Linked DNA regions of Sus scrofa: all the other regions are linked to region 2. A link is a contact called in public Hi-C and HiChIP or PLAC-seq data. All regions are on one chromosome and are shown on one strand. Each heading gives the region's core, a stretch centred on a gene start, on an enhancer-like site or on the middle of the called end of the contact. The rest is flanking DNA. Distances are from core to core; before and after follow the strand shown. Region 1 holds the start of RAB35 (RAB35, member RAS oncogene family). Region 2 holds the start of SIRT4 (sirtuin 4). Region 3 holds the start of DYNLL1 (dynein light chain LC8-type 1).

Region 1 (3,182 bases), core at 354-2,853, 150 kb after region 2:
CATCCGCAGCAGCATATGGAGGTTCCCAGGCTAGGGATCAAATCGGAGCTTTGGCTGCCTGGCAAAACCACAGCCACAGCAACATCAGATCCAAGCTGAGTCCTACACCACAGCTCACCGCAACACCGGATCATTAACCCACTGAGCGAGGCCAGGGATCGAACCCTCTTCCTCATGGATACTAGTTGGATTTGTTACCACTGACACAATGGGAACTCCAGTATCACCATATATATATGATGGAGTGTCATACCCATGCAGCTGTGATGACAGAAGGCCCAAGTATGTTGTTAAAGAGAAAAAGCAATTTAAGTGTATGCACAGGCAAAGGAAATTAATTGAAGGACATTTATTCATTCAACAAATATTTGTTAAACTTAAAACATTTAACTTTTAATAAATTTATTAACAGGGTTTGTTTACATGTGAGGAATGGGTCTGAGGGAAAAGCAGTAATTTGTACTTTTTGGTAACCTTCTGTATATATTTAAAAACCAAGAGAATTACTTTGTATAAAGTCAAGGTAAAAGGAAGTTTGAGAAAGCAAGTAGAAATATATAAAAGGTACTTCACTAGAAAGTGAGAGGGACATACAGAACTTGTAACAAATTTTTTTCTCTTCAGTTCTGTAAATGAGGATGGCAAGAGGCGCATTCTACTTTTAGTGCAGGTGGGAACTTACTCTACAACCGGAAAAAAACTGGGTCTGATGATAAACCGAATACCGCTTAACTTCTGCAACCCAGGTCTTCCTACCACGTGATTTGGAAAAGTGGTGTATCTGTAGATGGTGTGAAATTGAAGCTGCAGGAGCTGCTGCTGTCGATCTGCGGGGTTCGTCACCTCCCAGGCTCAACGTCATGTTGGACAGGACCCTGAATCTGGTATCACCCACCCCGTTTTATCAACAAGGCAACTCAAGCTCCAATAGGTCTCTGGGCTAGGATGGGACTTCTCCCCAGCACTGACGTCAAAGCCATACACCTAACACGTTACTCCCCAGCGGGCGACTCCGGTCCTGTACACACCGCAGCCTCCAGCCGCCTCGGCGTCCTGTCCATAGGCTCGGGAGACGGTAGGGGGCCGGAGCTAGCACCCCGGAGGCGGCGTCCACGCAGAAGGGGGCGGAGTGTCCGAGTCCCCAGCCCCGAGAAACCGGGAGCTCGGCGTAAGCCCCGCCCCAGCGGTCACTGCCAGTCTTTTCCTCTCCGCAGCGCTTGCGGGTCTTGAAGATGAAGGAGCGGGTCTTTTCCGGGCCACGGCCGGACTTCTTCCTCATTCTAGGCTTCTTCCAATTAGGGTTCCACCGCAGCTCTGCTCTCCGAACCCTCCAGGCCGCGGGCTGCGGGCTGCGGGCGGCGGCGGCTGCTGTGATCGGCGAAAAGACGCAGGAAAGGCCAGCCCTCGCCCGCGGGACTCTGCCTGGGCGCACGCGCAGTGCGTGAGCGCGGAGAGGGCGCGGCTGGCTGCGGCCGCGGCTGCGCAGAGGCGGGGACAGGCGCTGCGCCTGCGCAGTGGCGGGGCGGGGCGGGAAGGAGGGAGGCGGTGGCAGCGGCGGCGGCTGCTGAAGAGGAGGAGGAGGAGGAGGGGGAGCGGAGGGAGGTGTTTCTGTCAGTTCCGGCTGTTTGTTCGGGAAGTGGATCCGCCGCTGCCGGAGCAGCCCGGAGGGAGCTGCGGATCGCGAGGCCAGCACCGACCCCGCCCGCCCGCGCGCGCCTCCCCCGCCCGCCATGGCCCGGGACTACGACCACCTCTTCAAGCTGCTCATCATCGGCGACAGCGGTAAGGGCCGCGGCGGCCGGAGGCGGCGTGGGCCCTGCCGGGCGCGGCCCGCAGGGGCCTCGGGGCGGGCAGACTGGCGGGGAGGTGCCGGCCCGCGCGGGGCGGGTGGGGCAGCCGGCGGCTGCAGGGGCGCGCGGAGGGGCTCGGGGCGGCTCCGAGGTGAGGCTGGGGCGCGGGGATACGGAGCCGAGGGGCCGGGTGCGCGGGGCTCGGGGCTGGGCTCCCGGTCCACTGGTCGCGCCGGCCCCTGCCTCACGTGTGACCTTGGTCAAGTCGCGCGGTGTCTGGAGTTGGAGGGACCCAGGTTCGAGTCTCGGGACTACTAGCTTCCTCATTCTGACCTTGGGCGAATTGTTTCGCCTTTCCGAGCCTCAGTTTCCTCATCTGAGAATTGGGGACTTGCCTCGTAGGGTGGTGTGAGTATTGGATGAGATAAAGCTGGAAAAGTGCTTAACACTCGACCTGGTGGAGTGAGCTAGCTCTAGGTAGATGTTAGCAATCGATGTGGTTATCAGTAGCCTTTGGAAGCTTCAGTTTCATCCTCTGTAAAATGGGGATATTCCCAGAACCTTCCTCATGAGATTCCTGTGAGGTTTAAATGAAGTAAGACAGGTAAAGCACTTCACTCAAGGACTGGCACATTCCTGCTGAATTATTATCTCTGTATGCTTCCGTTTCCTCATCTGTAAAAATGAAATAGTAGTACGATCTGCCTCACTGAGCTGATTGAGTATTCAGTGAGATATTGCACACACTATGTTGGGAAAAGTGTCTGACACATAGTGAGTTCTTAGTATATGTTTGCTGTTACGTATTGTACACTAGATGCTAGACAGATATTGGAGGTGGGTCTGCCAACATTACAAAAGTGCTTTGACCGTTTATACACTCCTAGAGAGCTTGGGGCAGTGCTCACTCTCCAGTGGCTAGTGCAGTGCCTGGCACCCAGTAGGTGCCTAATATATATTTGTCGAATGAATGAATGAATGAATATCAAGTACCCTCGGAAAAGCTAGTCTGGTTTCTGAGAAAGGGTGGAGGGTTTTTAGAGGTGTTTGGAGTGCGGCAGGTAAGCAGGTTTATTAAAGGGGTGACCAAGAGGTCAGGGAAGCAGGCCCCAGGAGGTTTCTGGGAGCGTAGCTGAGGCCCTGGGACTTTATGATGGGGAAGGAGGCTTGGGAAAGTGCCAAGTTTATAGACCAGACTTGAGTTGAATGTGGGCATCGAGGTCATGTGACTGGAGGCAGAGGCCAGGTTGGTGGTGGAGCTCATGGATTATTAAGGAAAGAGGGGAAATCAAAGGTGTTGTCAGTAACTGATGTGGCGGTGTTGTGACAGCTGGGCCAGGAAAGTGGGTGGGTTTTGGTCTTGTTGTGGAGCTGGATTGGGACGGGGCTGAT
Region 2 (3,183 bases), core at 514-3,013:
TTTCACGACACTCAAGCCAATTTTATCTTCCTACTGTCTTAAGAACCTACAGCCAGAGCTCATCTATGCAGTAGCCATCAGATGGAAATTAACTATGGCTGGCAAATCTGCCAAGGCTTTCTGCATCCAAGGGAAACTGTATATCTTGGTTTCCTAAAAAAAAGAGGGGGGGCTCTAAAAAATAAAGTCTACTTTAAAAAAGAGAAAGGTCAGAGTTCCCACCATGGTGCCATGGGTTAAGAATCCAACTGCAGTGACTCGGATCACTGCAGAGGTGTCGGTTCGATTGCCAGCCCAGTGCAGTGGGTTAAAGGATCCAGCATTGCTGCAGCTGTGCATGGATCACAGCTGTGGCTGGGACTCAGTCCCTGGCCTGGGAACTTCCATATGCCTTGAGTGTGGCCATAACATTTTCTAAAAATTAAAAATAAATAGAAAATAGGAGAAAGGTAAAGTAAAAAACTGATAAAACAGGAATTCCTATTGTGGCTCATCAGTAACGAATCTGACTAGTATTCATGAGGACATAGGTTCGATCCCTGGCCTTGCTTAGTGGGTTAAGTATATGGCATTGCTGTGGCTGTGGCATAGACCTGACAGCTACAGCTCCAATTCGACCCCTAGCCTGGGAACATCCATATGCCGCACGTATGGCCCTAAAAAGCGAAAAAAAATTGATAAAGCACAATTCTAGCATAACATTAGGCCTATTCTGTCTCTCCTAGTAACACCTGGCTGGTCAGCAATGAATTTCTTATAAACTTCAAAAGGTTAATGGCCTACCCCAGTATCTTTTAAGACCGTCAATAGCTCGGTGTTAATCCACTTGTGACATCTAAAGATGCCTCTATCAGAGGAATACATTTATATTTTTAGTTAATAACACCCCTTGGGGGAACTGTGTGTCCCATAAACCTACTTCCCATTTTATTTTATTTTTTTATTTTTTTGTCTTTTTGTCCTTTTAGGACCGCACCTGCAGCATATGGAGCTTCCCAGGCTAGGGGTCTAATCAGAGCTACGGCCGCCGGCCTACACCACAGCCACAGCAACGCCAGATCAGAGCTGTGTCTGCAACCTACACCACAGCTCATGGCAACACCGGATCCTTAACCCACTAAGCTAGGCCAAGGATCAAACCCACAACCTCATGGTTCCTAGTCGGATTCGTTAACCACTGAGCCACGATGGGAACTCCTGCTTTGCCTTTTTGTCTTTCTTTCTTTCTTTCTTTTTTTCTTTTTCTTTTTGCCATGCCTGCAGCATGTGGAAGTTCCTGCACCACAGCAGCAACCTGAGCCACTGCAGTGACAAGGCTGGATCCTTAACCTGCTGTGCCACAAGGGAATATCTACTCCACCTTTTCTAGTTGTGAAAACAAGGCTTTGACATATTGCATGGTCAAATGCAGAAATTCTCTAGTGACGTGTACCCCATATGTAAACATTATTTCATGCTGAGCTTTCCAAATCTGGGATCAGGACTCTGATTTCTCCTTGACACACCACAGCAACACGTGAACAGCTAGACAAATACATAATCTGGATTCCTGAGACCAAAGGGCTTGGGAAATCCCTTTGAAAACGCTCTGTTGGAACAGCTGCTGTCTCCCAGTTCCCACCAAAGGGCAAAGAAGAGAAATGGTATCCCTTACGAGAAATCCACAATTTTTAGAAACCTGCAGCCTGAACAGAACACACTTACCTTTCACAGTTTAAGGGACACTCCACACCCGGCAGTGGGACTGACTGACTATATTTGCATTTTGGGAAATGTAGTGCATGAAGCCGAAATGATGCAAAAAAAACTACAAGTCCCACAATTCTATGGGCTTCCCATTTGAGGGCCCCATATTGTCCCATAGCGCCTCTGTCGGCCCATTCTGGTCAGAGGTTTCCAACCTTCGTTTGCAAAGTGTGCTTTTCCAAAGCCAACAAGCCTATCATCTGTTTGAGAAGTGGTTAAGAGCTTGGACGCTACTGTCCTGGGTGCAATGTAGTACATCCAAATAGCAATAACTTAGGAATTCATTTTCTCTTAAGCTAGAAGCTTTAATACTGGATCTAGATTTTTTTTTTTTTTTCTTTTCAGGGCCGCTGGGAAGTCATCCATGGAGGATGAAGTTACCCAAGACAGCTGGTGAATCACAATTTCCCTTGATAGATTCTGACAGGGTGTATTGAGCCACCAATCAAGACTTTCTTGGAGTTTCCATGGCTCAGCAGTTAACAAACCTGGCCAGCATCCGTGTGTGAGGACACAGGTTTGATCCCTGTCCTCGTTCCGTGGGCTAGGGATCCAGTGTTGCTGTGAGCTGTGGTGTAGGTCACAGATGCAGCTCGGATCCCATGTTGCTGGGGCTGTGATATAGGCCGGTGGTTACAGCTCCAACTGGACCCCTAGCCTGGGAACCTCCATATGCCTGTGGGTTTAGCCCTACAAAGACAGAAAGCCAAAAAAAAAACACATTCTCAAGGGCTGAGAAATTCTTTGGATGATCCTAGTTTTTTTATTTCTCATGACTCGACCACACCACAAATTAGTGACAAAGTTCTTGATTGGATCAAAGTAAATTACTCTAAATTAATCAAATTGCTAGTATTCCCCCCCCACCCTGGCAGTTATGGATGTGAAAAAAAATTAATTACCCATCAGCATCAAACAGACCTTTTATGTCATGTTTTTTTCCTTTTTAGTCCCACACCTGTGGCATAAGGAAGTTCCTGGGCTAGGGCTTGAATTAGAGCTGCAGCTGCCAGCCTACACCACAGCTTGTGACAATGCTGGATCCTTAATCCATTGAGCAAGGCCAGGGACCAAACCTGCATCCTCATGGATACTAGTCAGGTTCTTAACCTGATGAACCACAATGGAAACTCCTTATGTCATTTTTTTACATCTAGTCAATGACTACATAAATGGTCATTAAGCAATACTTTGAATGTTTCATGTTTAAAATTTTCATAATAAAATGCTGGAGGAAATGTCATTTTCTTGGAGACTACTATTTGCATCTTATTTAGTAGCAAAAAACAAGTCTTTTGGAGAATATAGTTCAGAGCTGAACCAAGTCTAGGCACATGTTTCTAGTAGCTTTTGACTTGCCAAGGCAATGAGAGTGAAAGTAACTTCAAACTCATGAATTGTGGGCATTTCTGTGGAAATAGCCTCTTTCAGCCTCTC
Region 3 (3,000 bases), core at 337-2,836, 170 kb before region 2:
TGTATGACATGCACCCCCAGGTCCAAGAAAATAATATTTAGCGCAAAATACTGCCCTGTAACTCATTCCAGGATCATGTGAAAAGACTTCTAAACAACAAAGCCTCAATTAGCATCTAATCCGCTGTGGGTTAAAATTTTAAGTGGACAAGACACTTGGCTCTCCACTGTCCCTATAAAGAATGATGAAGAACCTGACAGCCAACTGAGCAAATTTTATTTTTAATGTCAATAGCCCTTCTGCTTCCATCTATACTGATGGTGCTAATCTACTACCTGGTTCTCAAATATAGCAAATTGCAGCCACAAATTTTCCAGAGCCCACCCTCGAGTGTTAATTTTTCACTTGGTTACCCTAGGCAGAGGCCAAAACTAATCTTTCTCTATGAAAGTCTTACAAGTCTCTGGTGAGTTAGGCAAAATTTGGCTACTCTTGTACTTCAGCAGGGACATCTTTTAGATTAAGGGGAAAAACATTCTTATAAACTAGACCAATGCATGCCTGCCTTTGTCAAAAGATATTTATTTCTGTTCCATCTGAAGTCTTTCATCGTCTCATTCCCCACTGGAACCCTCCCACGGCTTAGGCTGCCAGCTTCCTTCCCTTCTAGAAAACAGAGCTCGAGAAGTTGGCAGGCCTGCCAGCTTTCTACAGACTGCCATTTACCAATCCCCCACCATCACTACCACCCACTTTCCCCTCAACTGCCGACTGACTCCCCACTGGAGGTTGGCAAGATCTCCCTCCGGTCCTGCTGGAAACACCCACGCAGCTCCCCCCTCCCAAACACCCAGATGGATCCTCCGCGCAGCAATCACGGAGAAAGGAGAGCCGCTGCTCCCTGATCCTAGAAACCGTTGCTAGGTGGCGCTTTACCCGCGGAGCTGGGTAATAAAAAAACTTCGGGCGCTCAGGGTCTAATATTCAGGAGAAGCGCAAAAATCATGTGCATCCTTTTCTAGAAACCTCTATACCCGCGCTGCCTTGTGTGCCCCCAGGATCTCTGCAGCGTGCTGGGTCGCAGGATCAAGGAGATGGAACTAGATTGTTACTCTCCCCAGCTGTGCGTAAACTCCCCGAGCCCCCAGCCCGCGCTCTGTCCTCACCTTCTTGATATGGGCCGCAATGTCCTTCTCTATATTATATTTCTCCAGTGCCTGAGTAGCACACTCCACCGAATCCTGTTGCATCTCCTCCGACATATCGGCATTTTTGATCACGGCCTTTCGGTCACACATGGTTACCTGGGGGGCAAGGCCCGGGCAAAGGGTAAGGAATTGAGGTGTCGGCTGCGTCTGCAAAGCGCCTGCTTCCCAGGCCCGCTCTGCCCGCCCCACGCCACCCCGGGACGACGCCCCCCACCCCGCCTCTCAGGAAGCGCCGGCCGCGCGGACCGAAGAAGCCCTGCGGGGGACGAAGCCAGGTAGCGGAGTACCCCCTCCCGAGCCTTACCAAGTAGCAGCGGCTGGCCGACTGCAACGGTCTCCTGGGGGAGGGGCTGCGGAGGATCAGACCCGTCGGGAGAGGCGGTCGCTACCGAAGCCGTGGCGCATCTAAGCAGCCCCACTCCAGCCGCCGCCGCCTAGTGCCTAAGCCCCGCCCTGTTCCCGCCGGCCCCGCCCCCCGCCGAACGCCCCTATTGGCTTGACTCAGCCCCTAAGACTCTCCCATTGGCCCAGGGACTGAATGGTTCCCTCAGGATCTTTCTCCTGCATTTTGTTGCAGACCACAATGCACCGCTCTCGGCGTCCGTTGCCCCGGCAATGGGCCACACGCGGTGCGGGCCCAAACACCCCTAAGGTGGTGCAGTGGCTGAGTAGCGAGGACCACCCAGCGGCTAGGGTAGTCGAAGGGGTTGTCCTCCCAAACCAAGAGAAGTGATTCTCAATTTACAGAGGTTGTCCCAGGGTGTGTTCTCCAATAAGGATAGTCTTGGGAAGTTGGGTATCCTACATTCCTCCCTACCTCCACCCCACGTCAAAAGGATTTTCCGATTCTGAGGTAGCGATTCCCTTCATTGAAAAGGTATCTGTGAGGGGAGGCAGGGCCGGCTTCGTGGGGAAGTGACCAGTGCAGTCGCAGAAGAGGAGCCTCGGGGTTTGGTTTTATGCTCTGTGATCTCATTCTTGAAATTCTTATTAATTTGTCTTAAAAAGGGACGCCACATTTTCATATTGCATTGGGCCAGCCAGACTTACTCTGAAACATGGCGGCAGTGGGGGGTTGTGGTTTGGAAGTCCTGAAGAATGAGAGAGGGTTTCCTTGTGAATTAAGAGATTATCCGCAAGAGTGGGGCCTCCCTGCTGGGCAATGCTAACTTCCTTTTAAGGGGATGGAGGACCTTCCCAATGGATTTGGAAGTGTTAATCCTGAGTGTGTGTGTCAAGGGTGGGGCATCTTGCTCAGATGAGGCCATCTTTCCTGTGGGAGTTTCTTGGTGGAGATTTATCTCTGGGGCCAAAGTGGATAGAAAGGCATCCCTCAGAGGTATTTTCTCTAGTTTAGGAAGACTAACTGCTTAAGTGGTTAGAAAAAGCAAGGGGGGATTGGGGAGCAGGGTCAGTCATTTACTAGCTGTTTGAACCTCAGTTTTCTAATCGGAAAAGGGGGACTAAATATAAAAGGAAACCACTTAATATGCTTGTTGAGAATATTAAATAAACTAATGCATTTGAAATTCTTAGCACTACTTGGGGCACATAGTAAGGGTTGGAAGAATCTCACCAGTAACTGTCAGCTTATGGAACAGTTACGGCAAGGGCAAGGTTTTCAACAACCAACACTTAAATGCCTAAAATGGGGGGGAGGGGGTCGTTTGCTTTTTGTTCTTTTGGTTTTCTTGCTTTTTAGGGCTTCACCTGCGGCACATGGAAGTTCCCGGGCTAGGGGTCAAATTGGAGCTACAGCTGCCAGCCTACACAACAGCCACAGCAACTTGGGATCCGAGCCAAGTCTGCAACACACACCACAGCTCACCACATCGCCAGATCTTTAACCTAC

The links. Hi-C and Micro-C count contacts between places; a contact is called where the count stands out from the background. HiChIP or PLAC-seq counts read pairs in DNA pulled down with a chosen protein or histone mark.
Region 1: a contact with region 2 is called in an H3K27ac HiChIP or PLAC-seq map of alveolar macrophages. The contact joins the promoter of RAB35 here to the promoter of SIRT4 in region 2. A contact is called at or near these places in 9 of 47 Hi-C or Micro-C datasets (fetal heart ventricle, heart right ventricle, liver and 4 more) and 2 of 2 datasets of contacts at active chromatin or transcription factors (alveolar macrophages and skeletal muscle).
Region 3: a contact with region 2 is called in a Hi-C map of liver, with 3 times the contacts expected there. The contact joins the promoter of DYNLL1 here to the promoter of SIRT4 in region 2. A contact is called at or near these places in 3 of 47 Hi-C or Micro-C datasets (epiblast stem cells, liver and skeletal muscle) and 1 of 2 datasets of contacts at active chromatin or transcription factors (alveolar macrophages).

Annotation. Positions count from the first base shown.
Region 1 is chr14:40,139,682-40,142,863 of Sscrofa11.1, reverse strand. RAB35 (RAB35, member RAS oncogene family) reads left to right here and starts at 1,603. Exons shown (of 6, transcript NM_001243291.1): 1 at 1,603-1,782. The coding sequence starts at 1,731.
Region 2 is chr14:40,288,868-40,292,050 of Sscrofa11.1, reverse strand. SIRT4 (sirtuin 4) reads right to left here and starts at 1,763. Exons shown (of 5, transcript NM_001114270.2): 1 at 1,705-1,763. It overlaps LOC102165911 (a long non-coding RNA gene), which reads left to right. Exons shown (of 4, transcript XR_002338550.1): 3 at 2,092-2,139.
Region 3 is chr14:40,454,540-40,457,539 of Sscrofa11.1, reverse strand. DYNLL1 (dynein light chain LC8-type 1) reads right to left here and starts at 1,586. Exons shown (of 3, transcript NM_001195114.2): 1 at 1,453-1,586; 2 at 1,107-1,244. The coding sequence starts at 1,238.